Regions from separate parts of the Gossypium raimondii genome. Here region 1 is linked to region 2. Evidence: chromatin contacts called from public Hi-C data. All regions are on one chromosome and are shown on one strand. Each heading gives the region's core, a stretch centred on a gene start, on an enhancer-like site or on the middle of the called end of the contact. The rest is flanking DNA. Distances are from core to core; before and after follow the strand shown. Region 1 holds the start of LOC105771356 (protein argonaute 7). Region 2 holds the start of LOC105771328 (TATA box-binding protein-associated factor RNA polymerase I subunit B).

Evidence for each region. Hi-C and Micro-C count contacts between places; a contact is called where the count stands out from the background.
Region 1: a contact with region 2 is called in a Hi-C map of leaf, with 2.6 times the contacts expected there. The contact joins the promoter of LOC105771356 here to the promoter of LOC105771328 in region 2. A contact is called at or near these places in 2 of 2 Hi-C or Micro-C datasets (both in leaf).

Annotation. Positions count from the first base shown.
Region 1 is chr5:32,768,969-32,772,709 of ASM2569854v1, reverse strand. It overlaps LOC105771356 (protein argonaute 7), which reads right to left and starts at 1,966. Exons shown (of 3, transcript XM_012592790.2): 1 at 1,224-1,966; 2 at 1-915. The coding sequence starts at 1,584.
Region 2 is chr5:32,473,856-32,477,623 of ASM2569854v1, reverse strand. It overlaps LOC105771328 (TATA box-binding protein-associated factor RNA polymerase I subunit B), which reads right to left and starts at 2,152. Exons shown (of 6, transcript XM_012592759.2): 1 at 1,984-2,152; 2 at 613-1,287. The coding sequence starts at 1,207.

The DNA of each region.
Region 1 (3,741 bases), core at 717-3,216, 300 kb before region 2:
GAACACGGTACCGTTGAACCGTTTCTCTATGGCAAACGAAAACTCTGATATTTCTCAATGCCTTCTCCACTTCTTTCCTCTCTTCATCGCTCAAACTCCTTGTCTTTCTTTGAGAAAGGTCTCGGAGAAAGTCCAGCCGCTTTTGCAAGTAAAGGATAACTCCAATACTCTCATGGAAGGCACTGATGGAGAAATCAACATTGAGCGCTAATCCTTGTTGCGTTGGTCGAAGGCTCTGAAAGAAACCTCTCCATCCAATAGCTCCCCCTCCGATTTCCTTAGTACCTCCCATCGAACTCGAATAAAACGACCTCCCTACCGGTATACACTTTTCCATTGGACCCTCCCTAAGAACAACATCCAAAGCATGGAGATAATCCTGAGGGAGTGGGATCCAATCATCACCTTCCTTGCTCAAGTAACTTCTCAAATCCTTTCCATCAAACTTTGAAACATGTCGGATATTGATTCGAAACACTTTGAGCTGATTCTGCTTCTGTGGGAAGCAATTCAATTCCCCAAAAGGTAAACCTGACTTGGTGGTGGGTATTGGGAGACTAATAAAGAACTCAAGCTTATCATTTTGGAACTCAACAGGGCTGTATATATTCTTTCTACCATCATAAGCTGGATGAGCACCTGAGAGTAAACCTGAGTTGTTTTCCACCAGTTTCTGTTTGATCATCCTAGCAACCTCCTTGGAGGGACTAGGAGATATTTCAACATTGTAATGGTAAATTTTAAGAGAGGGGTCAAATTTCACTACAAAATGGTTGGCAAGGAGAGTGATTACTGGCCCTTCAACACCACCAGAATCTGGTCTCCTAGCAGCCACCAGTGCTTCCTTTGTATCACTACTCCTCACCTTCCTTCCTTTATATGGGAAACTTGTTCTCCCATGAAGCCCCTCTGGAGCTGATTGGTTCATTGAAAGAGAAAAAAAAGTTAAGAACTTGAATACAACCACTTGGATAGATAAAAGTTCCAAACAAAAATCAATCAAGTCCAGTAGTTTCAAATATAAGAATTAAGGAGGTACATATCATTTCTAGGCTCTAGCTATAAATTTATCATTTTTTGCATATAACTAAAGATTGGAACAAAAGGATATAACAAAGATCCTATTTTTAATCAGTTTTGTTGAAGAAAAATAAACCATGACCTTAAAATGATGATACATGCAGATGAAATAAGAAGAACAAATATAAATATCGGGGGGTCACCTGGTGTCATTGTTAGAACTGGGACTTGTGTATCAGGGAGGGAAGAGGTGGCAAGTGGAGGAAAATCATTAACCTTACATGGAAGTTTCTGCAAGTGGGTTTTAGTTTGAAAGTTTTGGTTTTGAGAGAGAGGTGGGGTTAAAGCCAGCTGCAAAGGTATTGGAGGGGGTAAAGGGAGCAAAGCAGGGTAGTAAGAGTAACTTTGGAACTGGTTCTGGTTAAACAACCCAAAGTGGCTTGAATATTGCAACAATGGGTGCTGGTAATGATGCTTATGAGGATTATTATTCCCGCCCTTGAAAGTCCTGGTTTTGGTAGTGCATTTCTTGTTCACATGGTGGTGCTCTTCAGTTCCTTCCATTGCAAAAAAGAAAAGAAAAGAAAAAAAAGAAGCTAACCTTTTTGTGTAAAAAGGAAAAATATGGGGGCTAAAACTATGAGCATAAAAGGGAAAGACCACTCAAGAGAGATATTGACAACTCAAAGGAAAAACAAAAAAGAAAAAAAAAGAGTGGGTTTTTATTTGCTGAGGTTCTTTGTGTCTGGTTCTAACTTCAAACTCAAGGAGGTTAAGAAGGTGAAGGAATTCAAAGGCAAAAGAATAGAAGGCGGGGCTGCCATGGCTTGCCTTATAAAAGAAAGTGAAAAGGGTAGCATCAAAGAAAAGGGGTATAATCTGTAATTGTAAGAGTATTTGGCATTTTGCTGCACTATGTGAAAGAGCATTGCAGATGTTAGGCTTCTGATACATATACCCTTTAATGATCCAATTGACTACCTGTCAAACACATATGCCTACTCTAGCCTTTTTCAGTTTTCCCCCACCTTCCAATCTCTTTTTATTTTTCGTTCATATAGTTTTTAAAGTCAAATGCAGTGAAAATGTGCATTCTATTAAAAATGAAATTGGGGTATAGTTGATAGTGATTGGACTTTGGATTAGTGATTGGGTCAAATTCTTGTTTTTTAGGCTTATGATTTTAGTAATGTTGTTGAATATTTCATAGCATCATTGGGTTAATCATGGTCATCATTTCCACTAGACTCTCTTTTCTGATTATCAATGTATAAAAGGTCATTCTTTTCAAACATTTAATTTATACATTTTTTTTCTTTTGTAAACTATCCTATGTTGATTAAGTGTCCCACTGCTTTTTCCACTTTATTAAATCCTATCAGATTTTTTTATATATATGTTTGAGTTAGACTCTATTCGAAATATTATTTTATATTTATTAAATATTGGAGAAAAAAAGATAATAGGTGTTAAACTTGTATCATACGAAAGCTATAATCATTAATAGAAATAAAAATATTATTTTAATTAAAAATATAAAATAAATTTCCTATGTTTTAATATTTTAAATGACTAAATGGGCGGAATTAATCAAGTTGTCCACTAACAAGTGAAACTTTTTACTATATGAGCTGACTTAATCATGAAAAACTTTTCTTTTATGAAATTTATTATTTATAAATAAAATTTATACTGATATATTAGGCTAAATGTATTTAATGGGTTATTGTATTATAAGGATTGGATTAAAATAGTTTTTTTTACTATAAATAGATTAATTTAATCTGTTGTGCGGAAGCGTGTAAAAGAGTAAAATTATTGTACTAAAAAATCACACTAAGTTCAATTCCCAGGAAAGAGAGGTGGATCACAAGGATCGCTTAAGTACCGTGTCTTTCCTAGCAGAATATCCCTCAATCGTAATTTAATAGCACAATAAATCACTACAATCACACACACAATTCATGCAGAATAATACAATAAAGAACACAAGAATTTAACGAGGTTCAGTAAATTTTGCCTACGTCCTCGGGCACTACCAAATATATTTCACTCCAAAATACAAGTGAGAATTTACAAAGAGAGAGAGAAAACAATGCCTTAAGTAGAGAATGGCAAGTTTGAGATACAGAATGAGAGATGGTCATGCTTATTTATAGTTGAGGTTCAGGGATCAACTTGCAAAGTCACTTTACAATTAGGGACCATATATTGCAAATATCTCAGATTTTATTATGCCAATATCTCGATACCCATATCTTTGACTTTCCAATATTTGATACCCATATCTTTGACTTTCTATTATTTGATACCCATATCTTTGATTTTCCATAAATATGGATAATTCCCAATAATCTCCACCTTGAAGATTTGATTCGAGTAATCTTATCTTCACACAATTCTCTCTGCCTTTGTCAACAACACTTGATAGTGCCTTCTTCAACTGTTAAACATGCAGAATATTGATCAAGTTCAAACAATGTTCGAACTTGATTGTTGTTACCACCTTGGTCATCATATCTGCGGGATTATCTACAGTCTTAATCTTACAAGGTGAATTTTCCCTCATCAATAATTTCACGCACAAAATGGAAACGTCGTCGATATGCTTTGTGCGTGCATGATAGACTTGATTCTTTGCTAAATGAATAGCACTTTGACTATCACAATACACATTAATATGCTCCTGAACCAATCCCAAGGTTTTAACCATACCTTGTA
Region 2 (3,768 bases), core at 903-3,402:
GGGGAAGAGAGAAAACAAAACAACATAAAAAACACTATAACTTGCATGTAAATTGCAGGGAATCCGACATTTTCAATTTTTCCAGTCCAGCTATGTAATTAAACCACCTTTGATATAAATAATTTTCTTTAGCACCACCAAAAATTTAATGGTAAGATAAAGTTCAAATTGTCATGAAATTATAGCACAACAAAATTTGGAAGATGGTTTTACCAGCACAGAGATATATTTATTATATATTTATATTTTTGGCCAGAGCTGATATTCAACAGAAAGTATTCTTTCACACCTTTTGTCCCAGTTAGGGAAAAAATTGATATCAATTTTAAGATGGGAAGGAGAGTATCACCAAACATCCTTAACTATTATCAAAGCCCAGAAACACTGATCTGTTATGAGCAAAAAAATAGCTATAAAAATTAACATACAAACCACCAAAATCCATTTTTCTATGGCAGAATCATATGAATAACTAAAGCATTAATATCACCAAACCCACAGTACTTACTGACACTAACAAGCACCATAATCAACCTTCATCTACTCATAGTTCTACAACAAGAAGGTAAATAAATGAAATTTTTTAAAACTGATACAGGCAACAGCCAATACCTGATTTTTTTATCTCAGATTGATGAATAGCCTCATCGGCCCAACCATCATCAAAAACCTTAGTGCTGGCCAAAAACCTCAACCAAATAGGTCCAACTATCCCACAAATCAAAGGTTTCATATTAAACTTCTCCACTAAAGCCTCACATTGAGCTTCTATCATCATCTGCATCCCCATCACATATCTGTTCCTAACCTCCTGGTAATAACCTTCATAACTATATGCACACGCAGGGTAAGAGCCAAAATCACTTGTGCCGGTGGGCCCCACACCATCTCCTGTTCCATCTTGATTAACATTATGGCCTCCAGGCTCTTCGGTGAGACGGGACCAAAATTCTAGAGATTTGGGGTCAACTTGTGAGAGTGGTTGGACTGGGATGGGTTGGCGAGCATGGCGAGTATGGCTGGCCAAGTAAAGGGCACCACCACCCTGAGAACCCTTTTCAATAAAATCCTCATCAGCAACACCCGTATCAATGATGTCATCAGCCTGAGACCCACATCTCAAGCAGTAGAAGTAGCCATCTGATCCATCAGCCATTCCCACATTCCCACACAAGTTGCAAGTCCATTGGGTGCAATCCTGCTCCATCTGTTGAATGGCTGACAGTAAACTTTCAACAACTTGCAGCAAGTATTACCGCAAGCTTATCTTTGTTCACAAATTTACCTCTGAATAGTAGACAAAATATAGTGGAAATATGTTAGTGTTAAGATAATCAAAATTTCTATATACAAGTTAACGTGCACTGTAATTTAAGTTAATGTATAACATTCTGAAATAGATAAAACCCATTTAAAACATTGAAAATATAACATTCAGGTTATTCCACAAATATTTTTGTTTAGCGGGTATATAAAATATCACGTAGTGAGGAATTGTAAGAGCCTAGTTATTCCACATCGGGTTATTTCCCCAGCAGGTGCTCGTATTGGAAGTTTATGTAATGCTTCCACATCGATGAATTCAATCGGATTATTCATCTATTAGACGAAGTGATGGTTTTTGGAACTGGACCGGCAGTCAAACTGGTCAGATCACCAGTTCACAGATAATATAATAATAATAATAATAATAATAATAATAATAATAATAATAATAATAATAATAAAAGAAAACTTCTGAAAAAAAAAGGGAGAATGCAGGAAAATTTCGAAAAAAAAATCAGAAAAAAAATTTTGAAATTTCCTAAATACATTTAAATATCAATAATGTAATAGGCATGAATTATACATTACAAAATCGAATTAATCAAAATTTTTAAACATGAAAACAGTTAACTACATTATCCAAAATCCAAAGTAAAAAAATTTAAAACACTAGCAAAAAAAGTTATAATTATTTAAAATAAATAAAAATATTCTCACCCTTGCCAGATATCACCACGACGGCAGCTTCAGACGGTGGCCGGAGGCACTTATGAGACGGCGCAAAGCAGAGCAAGAGCGAAGAGAAGAGGGCGAGGCTTTGGGTGAGTCAGAAAGAGACTCGGGCAAAGCCAATTTCTTTATTCTGGGAAAAAGGGGTTTGGGAGGTTTTAAAAAGGAATTGGGCCGAAAAGAAGAGGTTTTTGAGTTTGGAGTAGGATAATTTGGTCCAAACATAAATAAATTGTTTCATTCTGTTGCCGGGTCCAACTATGTTAATGTGCCGGCCAGTTTTCAGTCTAATTGTGGTGAAAGCTTACACATTTACCTATCATACCATCCTCACGCAAAGAAGTTCTGAACATGCATAAAATATTAAAAATGTCTAACCCTTACCAGCTGTAAAAGAAAATTAGAATTGGATATGTAAAGAAATTTGCATGTTTCAAAACCATGAGAACCCTATGAATAACTAAAGTTAGAAAACCCATTTAACCTCAAAACTCACAATATAGGATTCAAGGAGCATGTATGTGTCATCCCCCAAGAAAGAAAAAACTATATTTCGTGCATACCCAACATGAAATTTGCTGCATGTATATGTCAGAACCGTTTTTTTGAAATCAAAAATTTAGTTGTCGACTTTAAAAAACAAAACTGGAGTCGCCACCGATCCTTTATTAAGGTGTTATCGGCCCACCTTTTTTGAAACCAAAAATTTAGTTGTCGACTTTAAAAAACAAAACTAGAGTCGCCACCGATTCTTTTATTAAGGTGTTATCGGCCCACCTTAAAAAATAATTTTGGTCTGCGAAATTTAAGAAAACAAGTTCGGGAGTCAGTTACGCACGAGGAAAGATTAGCACCCTCGTAACGCCCAAAATTGGTACCAAATTGATTTTTTTAATGCATTGGTGTCGAAAATTTAAAAATATTTTAAAAGGAAACTTTTTATTTTATGAACGAATTAAAATAATAAGACATTCTTATTTCAAAGAAATAAAACACCACACCCAGTGAGTTAGGGCACAATGTTTTTAAATCTTCAAAATACCCGAATATTGCCTTTCGCTTTTGAAAATTCTTATTTCGAGAAGAAAATGTCATGACCAGTAAGTTAGGATCCAACATTTTGAATTCCCGAGAATAAGCTTTTATTTAAAATTTGCGAATTTATTGCAAAACAAATACTTGGCTTTCTAAATTCATCGAAAAATAATCGCAATCCAGTAAGTTAGGACACAATCTTTCCCGAGAATCATGAATGCCAAATATTTTGGAAATTTGTAAAAATATGATGATTTTAACGCTTCGATAAAATCAAAATATATAAAAAAACATGATAAAATGTTAATGCATATATAAAACACATATATAATAAGTATACATATAAAAAGAGAAAAAAATGAAATATGTGTATATATTTACAAAATAAAAAATGTATAAGTGTATGTATTGGTAAATCATGAAAATATGTATATGAAAATATATTTGTATGATATGTAAATAAAAAATGGAACAGAATAGTAAAAAATATTTATAAAAATGCATATATATATATTATAAAAAACATGCAAGTATACTAGATAAAAAAAACATGCATATATATATGTATTAAATAAAAGAACGTCGCATGTATGAATAAATAATAATAATAATAATAATAAAACATATTTATAATAAAAAATTGAACTTAAAAAGGAAAAAAATGGGTAAATTTGAAAATAAAAAAAAAAGACAAACTTGAACACGCGAATAACTATGGGGGACTAAAAGGGAAATTAA